2 separate regions of the Zea mays genome follow, and region 2 is linked to region 1. A link is a contact called in public Hi-C data. All regions are on one chromosome and are shown on one strand. Each heading gives the region's core, a stretch centred on a gene start, on an enhancer-like site or on the middle of the called end of the contact. The rest is flanking DNA. Distances are from core to core; before and after follow the strand shown. Region 1 overlaps LOC103635738 (E3 ubiquitin-protein ligase KEG). Region 2 holds the start of LOC103635747.

Evidence for each region. Hi-C and Micro-C count contacts between places; a contact is called where the count stands out from the background.
Region 2: a Hi-C map of tassel shows a contact between it and region 1, with 2.8 times the contacts expected there. The contact joins the promoter of LOC103635747 here to the enhancer-like site in region 1. A contact is called at or near these places in 3 of 25 Hi-C or Micro-C datasets (ear, endosperm and tassel).

What each region holds. Positions count from the first base shown.
Region 1 is chr8:116,611,637-116,617,217 of Zm-B73-REFERENCE-NAM-5.0, forward strand. It overlaps LOC103635738 (E3 ubiquitin-protein ligase KEG), which reads right to left. Exons shown (of 15, transcript XM_008658118.3): 13 at 4,638-4,971; 14 at 3,855-4,043; 15 at 1,859-3,778. The coding sequence ends at 2,228. Among protein-coding and RNA genes, the nearest start is that of LOC103635738, 23 kb to the right of the region's middle. Within about 2 kb of position 2,410, at least 17 of the 20 cell types and tissues checked have an H3K27ac peak or open chromatin away from gene starts, as enhancers often do. A contact at or near this core is called in ear, endosperm and tassel, where this site is marked.
Region 2 is chr8:117,390,129-117,395,709 of Zm-B73-REFERENCE-NAM-5.0, forward strand. It overlaps LOC103635747, which reads left to right and starts at 3,391. Exons shown (of 14, transcript XM_008658128.4): 1 at 3,391-3,820; 2 at 5,095-5,167; 3 at 5,257-5,390; 4 at 5,470-5,581. The coding sequence starts at 3,704.

The DNA of each region.
Region 1 (5,581 bases), core at 1,160-3,659:
GGCCACGACATCCAATAAAATCACATATAAGTAGTTATCCCGGTGGTATAAGTACTATGTTTTTAATTTGACAATTAAGGTTTAAGTCTTGTTGATCCCTGTTTTTTTTTCTTTTTTATATTTTTTCTGGCACATCCTAATCGTGGCAGCTAGATCCACCGCTGCGGTGAAGTACTCGATGATATGATTGAGGACACCCCTTGGTTGACGTGGCAAGCGCCATGCGTGTGCTGATGATATAAGCTAAGGATTGAGAGGCAAACATGTATTCGATCCTGGCACCAGTATACCACACAAACAAAATGACTATCTCTGCAAATGAGACTTGCGACAGGATAAGTCACGAAAGAGACGGCAACAGAATTGAGAGAGGTTATTGTCCTTGCCAATCCAAGCGTCATATTCCGGATTTGGTGTGGGCTCGGAATCTAGGTAAATTATATAATCTAGTGCAAATAATTCAAGTGGCAAACAAACAACCATATTATGTGGATAGATTATATAATTTCAAGGTCAGATTATGATAATCCCATAATTTATTTAAGATGAGTTTATTGGAGATTATTTTTGGTAAAAGATCCACTGCCTATGGTTATGTTACTAGAAATTACAACGTCTGTCATTCACTTTTCTTCACGAACATGCTAAACCCGAAACCCCAGCACATTCCATCCAGCCATCGCATCGCTTCTCCAATCCAACCCGCCTGCAGCATGTCCATGAACAACCCGTTCACGACGACGGCTGATCCACGGTGGCAGCGCGGCTGCAGAGCTTCATGTCGCGGGCAGAGGAGGTCGCACCTCTATCCATGGCGTGCATGAGCGGCGGACGTGACCTTGCCAATAACACCGCCGGTGCAGGGCGCGACCTCGACCCCATGCTTGCGACACGCACCATCAGCCACGGTCGTGAACTAGAGAACGGCGGCACGGGCTCGTCAACTGTGTCATGGGGCGTCATCAACTGTGGCGCATGGCGCGAACTACCGAATGCCGGCATCGCCACAGTAGTCCACGGCGTAGATGCTGCCTACCATAGTTCGGGTGTGCTCTAGCTGCTCGATAAAATGTTCACAAGAAACATACATGTGCATGCCTCTGTTGTAGCTTCTCGTGGATGAATAACATTCATGATCAAATTGCCAATGCATTATTTGCTAGAATAATACCATTTTCTTTGTAGCGTACTTTCTTATAGAACAATAATATGTACTCGTAGGAATGATAAGCATGGATCAAATCGAATTAAGATAAGGCTTTATTTATATTTATTTTTAAAATAAAATAAATATAGAGACCTAACAAATTGTAAAGAAATATTTAGATCACGATCCATACCACCCTTATATACAACAAATTGTAAAGAAATATTTAGATCACGATCCATACCACCCTTATATACTTGTATAATCTACACTACCAAACAGTTGCATACGATAAATTATAATCTAGATTATATAATTCAGATTATAATCAAGATTATATAATCTTTAAGGTGAAATAGACAGGCCATTAATTCCTCATTTTGTGGAGATTCCTCATTTATTTTGTGGAGGTGGCATTAGAGGTAACAGTTGTGGAGGTGCCATTAGGGTACCAGTGAGCTCTAAATTTTATACTATAAGATTAAAGGATCAGACTCTATTTCTATTCATTTTTAAACTAAACTTTATTTAGAGCCCAACCATTTTGTGAAATTATTTAGATCACGATCCATTACCACACCAACACTGGTGCCACGCATACACAGCAGTGCAGTTTGTACCATATACGTCATCATACTCGTATGCCACTGAGCAGCTTGCAGTAACTCCTGGTACACGCGGCATTGCCAGCCACTCGGTGCACAACGAGTCAGCACATACAAGACCAGTAGACCACTATCAATCAAATTAATGTTCAGGTCCGAACCTGTACACTGGTATATATGGTACACTGAAACCCAAAAGGTATCAGGCGGCATAATTATACATGTAGACCAAAGGGAAAAAAACCTAGGTGGTGGTTATCAACTCTAGGAGTATTTCACTATCGCTGTCTTCTCATTCCCCGGTTATCAACAAGAAATACACCCTGCCATGCATGCCTATGCGATGATAACTATGTGCAACTTGCAACTCCACTGCAGGTTGAGATTTTGCTAAATTTGAAATGCTGCAAAATGGATGGGTGCAAGAAATGAGATATGGGGTCAAAAGAATACCACAAGCCTATGAACAAAAAGGTCAAAAGCCATTAGAAGCCTCCGTCAATAAATGGGCATCATCAAGAACGACATCAGCCGGGTCCCCAATCCAAAGTCTATCCCTCCACCGAAACTTTATCCTCAGCTTTCCGTTTGCATCCACACCCACAACCTCGCCTTTGCTCGCGTAGGTCTCCATCCCCCAGCCCCATCTGGGGGATACAAGACCAGATCGTATCCGTACTTTGTCACCTTGTCTGAAGGGCCTCACCTTTTCCACCTCCCATGCTTTGCATAACCACAGCCTCTCACAGAAGCAGAAAGCAATCCAGAGCTCTCCATCATCAGCCCGGTGGACCACCCCTATACTGCTGTGGTTCACATCACCCCATTGATACACTGGGGTTCCAACTGAGTCCTTAACCTTCACCCAGTCCCCAATACAGACTTCCTCCTCGTCCTCCACTTTTTCCACCTCTGCTGGGTCTGTCAACCAAGCCCTGGCACCAGCTGGTGTATGAATCCTCAGTTTCCCATCTGCGTCAATAGATGAGATTGTCCCTATGCTTGAATGACTATGATTGGACCAACCAAATCTTGGCTGGCGGATACAGCCTCTGATTCGAACACGCTGCCCAACAACAAACTTGCTAACTCCTTCAAGCTGGCTAGAAGGCCCAATCCACCTTTCCTGCTCACCACAAAAAGCGACATGAATGGTTCCATCCCAAGCATCACCTTGATATCCCACCCCATGCACCACACCAATGCTACCAGGCTTGAGTGATCTCCACTGCTCCACATCGTTCCTCAGCCTAACCCACTCTCCAACCTCGAAGATATTCTCAATTTCAAGATCTGCAGGATCGCCTCTCCACAATCCCGGCACACCAAAGAAGGCGACCCTTACTTCTCCATCAGCATGTACACCAGCGATGATGCCTCTAGAATCAGGGTTCGCATCTCTCCATCCCCATCTAGGCTCTGAAATTCCAGCACGGAACCGAACATGCTGACCAATTTTTACTGTCTGCACTTTCTCAATGTCTGTGTTATGGGTTAGCCACTTCCCATGCCTGAAACAGCCAGCTAACTCCAAGTAACCAGAGTCCTGAATGCTATGGACTACTGCAATGTTTATTCTCCCAACACTATTCCAGTCATAAGTAGGTCTGCTCCCAATACTTGGTTTTGGGCGGACCCAATCTCCAACCTCAAAAGCTGAAAGCCTCTCAGCGTCACCAGGAGCAACCTTCCATAAGCTTTTTCGGCCAGAAACCTTGATATTTAAAGTCCCATCCATGTCAATCCTTGATATGGCTCCAATAGTAGCTGCAGTTTCATTTAACCAGCCGAGGCGTGGCTCAGATATGGAAGGTGACACATGAACTTTTTCCCCTACTTCAAATGGTTGTGCCTTCTCGATATCTGCAACTGAGCAAAGAAAAAGCTTGCTTCTAAAGCAGAAAGCAACACCCACATCTCCATCATCTTGTAGACTATGAATTATCCCAATACTATTTCGAGTCACATCCTCCCATCCATATTTGGGTGAGGGAACTGTCACTTTGACTCTAATCCAATCGCCAACCTGCAAATATAAATGGAAGGTAATGATCCAAAGAAAATCGATTAAGGCATTAACATGAATATTAAAAAGTTTATACCTTGAAGTTCTCAATCTTTTCCATGTCCGATGGATCTGCCTGCCATGGTGCAGCCCGATTAGGAATATCAATGATGAGCAGGCCATCACTCTCGATGTCAATTATTTTCCCAACACTGTGATGAGTCTCACCGCCCCATGCATATCTGGGCTCTGCAACAGACCTCTTTACACATACTTGGTCCCCAATCTGGAATTTCGTTTTGCAAAAACAAGAACATAACTAAGAAAAAACAAACAGGCACCAAAATTCCACGAAAGCACAAATATACGAAAGGTGAGTTTCCATTGCTGTATAGCCCTACTGAATCTAGTTAGAATTGTAAAATAGACAGTAAAAATTGATCTTTATGTTTATATAACCATAAGGTAGTCAAATAAACACCACAACAGTACAAAGGGAGCCTTAGATGTAAGGGATTGTAAACACAAGAAGAAATAGATTATATACTCCCTCCGCTCCAAATTATAGTTTACTTTGGTTTTGTCCTAAGTCAAAAATTGCTAGCTTTGACCAAGATTTTAGAAAATAATATTAACACCTACAAGTTCAAATAAATACACTATTAAAATATATTTCATGGAGAATGTAATGAAACTAATTCAAGATTGTTGGTATTTGTGTGTTTTTCATAAACTTAGTCAAAAAAAGAGGTTCAAATTAAGACAAAGTCAAAGTGAACTATAATTTGGAACAAAGTATTGAATAGTAGATAGTTCAAATAATTGAACAGAACTATAAATTACAAATAGACATTATATTATGTGATAGTTCAAAAACTACCTTGAATGGGTCAACATGTTCAACCTCCTCCGGTTCACACAGCCATGGATTGGACAAATAGCAAAGTCCCAATAAAAGACTGCTATCTGGTCTGATGGAGTATACAATCCCAACACTTCCAGGAGTAATGGACTCCATGCCATGCACAGCAACCGTTAGTGAAGGACGAATCCGAACCCAGTTACCAACCTTATATTCTTCAACCCTTTCAATTTCTGCAGGATCAGCTCTCCATCCCCTAGAAGCTCCTGGAAAACCAACCCTCAAGATTCCATCATCATCAACACAGAGAACTGTCCCAATGCTATCCCGCGATTGACCACGCCATCCAAATCTGACATGAGAATATTAGCCGGTGATCCAAAATGACAATTTCACATGCCAAACAATTAATTGGCAAGTATAGTGCAGTTTTTTTTTTCTTCAAACATTTCACATACTATTAGGTTACCATTATGATAGTGTGCATGGCATACAAATCAATCCAGACGAAAGATCACAACAATCCCATTAGCATGCAAATGGCAAGTACATATTCCACCATAATGTTTGAACTTCACTGTTTGTGGTAGGAAGCAACTCCAAATTCTTTTTCTTGTAACAGACAGAAGCAAAGCACTATTTATAAGCTATCATCGCTAGAACCTCATAGGATGAACAAAGAGTGCATCAGTTTAATTTTTTTCCAATAGTTGAATGTAATAAAAAAAGAGATTAACAGGTCTCCATAAGTTAATAGCATGGTCAGCTTTAGTGTAAAACCTAGAACGCGAGATTGAACATGTAATACAGCATTAGGGCAACCTAAATATCTGGGGTTTCTATTTGCTTCTACTTACAAAAGACACATGGTAGATCTCCAATTCAGTATACCTTTTTATATATCACAGTAGACTAAACACCAGATCTTTACTAGTTAGATTATCTCAGCATCCAGATAAATA
Region 2 (5,581 bases), core at 2,141-4,640, 780 kb after region 1:
GGCACAATACACGGGAGGATGTATGGATGACGAGCCAGAGCCGACTGCAAAGGCGTTCTACGACATGTTTGACGCGGCACAGAAGCCCCTTCACGACCAGACAAAGGTTTCTCAACTAGATGCCATTGGGCGTGTAATAGCGTTTAAGTCGTAGTACAGCATGAGTAGAGACGCATTCGATGGCTTGTTGATGGTTATTGGGAGCCTGCTTCCGGATGATCACGTTCTGCCAAAGAGCATGTACGAGGCACAGAAACTCCTTTGTGCACTCAAGATGACGTATGAGCAGATTCATACTTGTCCGAAGGGCTGCGTGCTATTTAGGAAAGAATACGTGGAGGCAAAGTACTGTCCCAAGTGTAAATCGTCTAGGTTCATGGAGGTAGACTCTGGTGATGGACAGAAGAGGCAGCTCGACATCCCCTTGACAATCCTACAGCACCTTCCGTTTATACAGAGGATCCAGCGTCTATACATGACAGAGGAATCCGCGAAACAAATGACATGGCACAAAAATGGAAAATGATACAATCCTGACAAGATGGTGCACGCATCCGATGGTGAAGCATGGAAACACTTTGATGCCATTCACCGTGAGAAAGCCGAAGAGGCTCGTAATGTACGTGTTGCGTTGGCCACAGATGGGTTCAATCCCTATGGAATGAGCGCTGCCCCGTACACATATTGGCCCGTGTTTGTTATCCCAATCAATCTCCCCCTGGTGTGTGCTTTCAAAGGCAGAATATATTTGTGTCATTGATAATTCCCGGACACCCAGGGAATAAAATGGGCGTGTACATGGAGCCTTTGATCGATGAATTGGTATGTGCCTAGGAGGAAGGGGTATGGACGTATGACCAAGGTACGAAGACAAACTTCAGAATGCATGTTTTGTACCAGTACTCCATGCATGACTTACCGGCGTATGGGCTATTCTGCGCCTGGTGTGTTCATGGTAAGTTCCCATGCCCAGTTTGCAAGGAAGCTCTCAGGTTCATTTGGTTGAAAAAGGGTGGCAAATATTCGTCCTTCGATAAACATCAACAATTTCTCCCTCCTGACCATCCATTCTGCCTAAACATCAAGAACTTTACGAAAGGTGTCGTAGTGACAGACCGCCCACCTGCAACGATGACTGGTGCCAAAATTCATCAATAGATAGATGGGCTCGTGGCCAACACAGAAGGTGGTTTTGTGGGATATGGTGAGCAACATATGTGGACACATAAGTCTGGCTTGACTCGGCTCCCCTATTATGACGACCTGCTCCTTCCACACAATATTGACGTGATGCACACTGAAAAGAATGTTGCTGAGGCACTGTGGGCAACAATTATGGACATTCCTCATAAGTCAAAGGATAACGTAAAGGCAAGAGTGGATCTGACAGCATTATGTGATAGACCAAACCAAGAGATGAAGTCGCCAAGTGGTGGAAAGACATGAAGAAGGCCTAAGGCACCGGTATAGGTTCTTTGCCGAGTGTCAGGACCATAGCACTCGGTAAAGAACCAAGATCTGGGCATCGATATAGGTTCTTTGCCGAGTGTAGTGGCTCTGACACTCGGCAAAGAAGCACGCTTTGCCGAGTGCCATACAAAGCACTCGGCAAAGAACCTGGCATGGGGACCCCGCTGACATATTCTTTGTCGAGTGCTGGCCGGCAGACACTCGGCAAAGGTAACTCCTTTGCGAGTGTCATCTAGGCACTCGGCAAAGACGTCGTCTCCGTCACCCGGCACCATGACGGTTGCTTTTCTTTGCCGAGTACTTCCTGGCACTCGACAAAGTCTTTGCCGAGTACTTCCTGGCACTCGGCAAAATCTTTACCGAGTGCTTGAGAAAAAGTACTCGGCAAAGAAGACTTTATCGATGCACTGTGTGCCGAGCCCTCTTTGCCGAGTGCGACACTCGGCAAAGCCGTCGATTCCGGTAGTGTCAGATGCCATTTGATAGGGATGTAGTTCCTAATCTTCTGTCAAGTTTAAGATAACTATCGATTTAATGGAAATCGATAGACCGATCTAGCTGCAAACCATAAAGATGCAAACCCTATAACCTTTTAGCACCATCTCTTTTGTGTTTATTAACCACGTCACAATCTAATTACCCTCATTGAGGATACTAATCCCTCGTGACAACCAAAGAATACAAACAAAAACATGATAAAATATAACTCAAGTATAATAATAATTACATATATATGACTAAGTACTCAAATTTGGGATTTCACATACCGATAACGACAACCATTCAAAAAATAGATTGTTCTAAAGCAAAATCCAAATACTAACGTGAGCGACAACTACTGAATATAAGTCTAAGAGGAATCCAAGGACCCCTATTTGTGCTCCCCTAATGGGCTACATGTTATATGACCTAATTACTCAAAAGATGGTGATGCAACATATTGTTAGATTTCTGGATGTTGACTTGTTTCGACAATTTCTATGACCTAATTAAGTGGCATATGGAGGTGGGGCGGCGTTGACGTGGTGGGAAACGACATATGGGCATCACCAGCGGGGGCAGCGAGTGATGAATAATTTCGATGATGCAGACATGAAATAATCGTGTGTATGCAAAAAGAAAAATAATTTGATATTTTTCTGTAACAATGGTAGATGAGTGATTTTTGTGAATAGTTGAAAGTAAAAGACATAAGTAAAAGTGATGTCAAATTTGTGCTAAACAAAAGTTGCTTTTGAATGTGAATTTGGATGGAAGCCATCTCTTTTGGTTGACTTTTGACTATAAATAAGTCCAAATTACTCCCCTCTTCTATGGACAATATTCACATAACCCTCTAAAGTATTTTTTGTTCATTTTATCTATCCACCCATTTGAGTTGCTTCAATTTACTTTTTAACAAAATTTGTTTTTTTCATTTGTTTATGTATAAACTGAGTTTTCAGTACAGATTTTGTTAGTAGCTAATAGCATATTTTAGACTAGAAAAATATATTATGATCTTTTTATAATTATTTTGTTAGGTTAGGGTAAATGAAATATGAAATAATGATGAAAATTCTTACCATATTTTTCTAACATAAGTTATAATATTTTCAATAACCTTAGAAAATACGAACTTGATAGAAATGAAAAAAAGTCTCTCACTAATAAGATTCTCAGGAAAAAAATCTTAAAAATAGATATATAGTATATAGCATGCCCTATGCCGTAGGATACGCGTGGTCGCGCCAGATTTGCGTGCACTTGTCATTCGCGGTCGGCGCGTATCTTTCCCCTGCTCCCTGCCGCTGCACAAACGTCGTGCGCTCGGGCCGCCTTGTTTCCACGGACTTGCCAGGCTCGCCTCACCTCCGCGCCTCCGCCGTCCAACGGCCAACGCCCATCCAAAATGCGGCATCTCCGCCAGCACCAACAAGTAGCATGCAAAAGCTCTGCCAGGCCCGCACGGGCCTCGAATTAATATTTTGCGTCCTACTAGTATATATATTTTCTATATTTCTCCCGTACATACAATCCTGTCCTCTGTCCTCTGCTCTCCTCCGAGGAAGACACATACCACACCACCGATGTCCGATGCGACGAGGGAGCACATAATAAAAAAACAATAAGACAATAAAATTAAATAAAATTATAAACAGAGAAAAGGACAACGTGAAATACCCTAGGCCGTGATCTTGGCGGCTGCGGCGCGTCGGCGATCGGCGGGGGTCGCCCCGCGGCCGACGACGTCATGCTGGGGCGGCGCGGGGAGATGGGGTACGAGGAAGGGGAGCTCGAGCTGGAGGAGGGCGAGGCGGCCTCCGGCGGCGGCCGTGAGCTGGTTATTCCCGACGCGCTCACCTGCATCGTAAGAACGTTCTCTGCTCTCCTCCTCGTCCTCCTCGTCGTCCTATTGCGTGTGAGAGTGTATTGGATCAATGGCTGATCAGATGTCAGTATGCGAATGCGTTCTCGTGCCGAGGTGATTAGTGTTGCTGTCGCAGCGTTGCGATTGTTTTTTTGTTTTCTTTTGCGTTACGGGTAGTATGATATACAAGTACTTGTTACCAATGTTGCAGAGATTTAGGTCGATTTTGCAGTGTGGTTGAGGTAATCACTGATTGACACGAATGCATGGTTGTTTTTTTTATCAATGCAACATCAATGCTTCAATCTAACATGGTTACATGAATGCTGTGGGGAGGGGGGGGGGGGGGGGGGGGGTTACGATTCTGCCGGTTCATTGCTGGCCTCTGTGGGGGATTCGAATTTGGCTAACTTGTTAGCTTTACCTGGTAAAGTATCGGAGCCGACATGAGAATGCAACTATGCAAGACTAGTTGGTAGTTACTTCTGCAACCGTTGAGTAGTAGTACTAGTTTGCGGTGATTTCTTGTACCCCTTGTGTGAATTATGAAACCTTCTCAATTTCAGTGCTAGATTTAGCAGGTTACTGGGACAAGTTTGCTGGTGATTGGCAGTAGTATGGTTTGTACTGTTGGTTCACGTGCACATTTTCTGTTCCATTTGATTTTGGTTATTTTCTGGTTACCTGTCCTGCTTGGTGAAAACTCTGCTATGTTAACATAGATATGTATCCGTCTGCTTCCGTTCTAGTTTCATCCCTAGGTAGGCCCTTGTACTTTACAATTTATAGGTTGGACACAAATCAATTTCTGCTGTTGAGATCAGTGCCTAGAGGCAACATATAGACAAAATTTATCTTCTACTCTGATTTTTTCTTTGAAAGGACTTCCTAGCTGACATACGTGGGGAGGTAACTCATACATGTTTGTATGTATTCAAGGGATTTAATATATTTGTTATATGATAGTTCTGGGGTTACCTCGATGTAAGTGATAATGTGTATTTTGAGGGCTGAATTATTCCTTCTAAGCTTATGCTTCACCGCTTTCTATTGATAGTTTTACACCCAGAAAGAGTGCATTTAACTTTGTTGTTCCATACCTGTCTATACTTCAAAAAAGAAGAAACGGCTTTCTCCTTTTACATACATGCTTTATCTTTTTAGTATACACTCTCATAGTACAGCCTCATCCTTCTGGATGATCAGCCTTTAAACTTTTACTTATAACTATGTTCTTTGTGCTAAAAGACTAAAGCGTGCTGTATTATTCACAGGATGAAAGAATCCAAAATGTGTTGGGTCATTTACGCAAGAAATTTGAAGGTGAAATAACTCATATGAATTTGGGTAAGAGGAGTAAAAATTGCCAACCTGTTTGCTCTGTACAGTTATTGATGTTATATTGGCTTATGTGAAAAATCGTTCACACTACATAGGTTCGATGTATGGATGCCATGGTTCGTTCTTGCCAACATACCCACGTTCCCCTTTGGGCTTTCCTCAATATAGGAACACTGCAGATCCAAAAAACCATGGCAGTGCCTCGAGATCCCTGCATGTATTAACAGAGGTACACTTTACAAAATTTTACATATATTGACTTACTAGGATTGATGCCTACATGTGACAATATTACAATGTGCTTCCAGAATGCGCAAAAGAACCATTTTGTTAAGACGGAATTAGACAGCAGCAGGAAAAATGAATACTGTCGAATATCCAATGAGAGTGATGGCAATCAACAGATGTTAAACAGAGCAG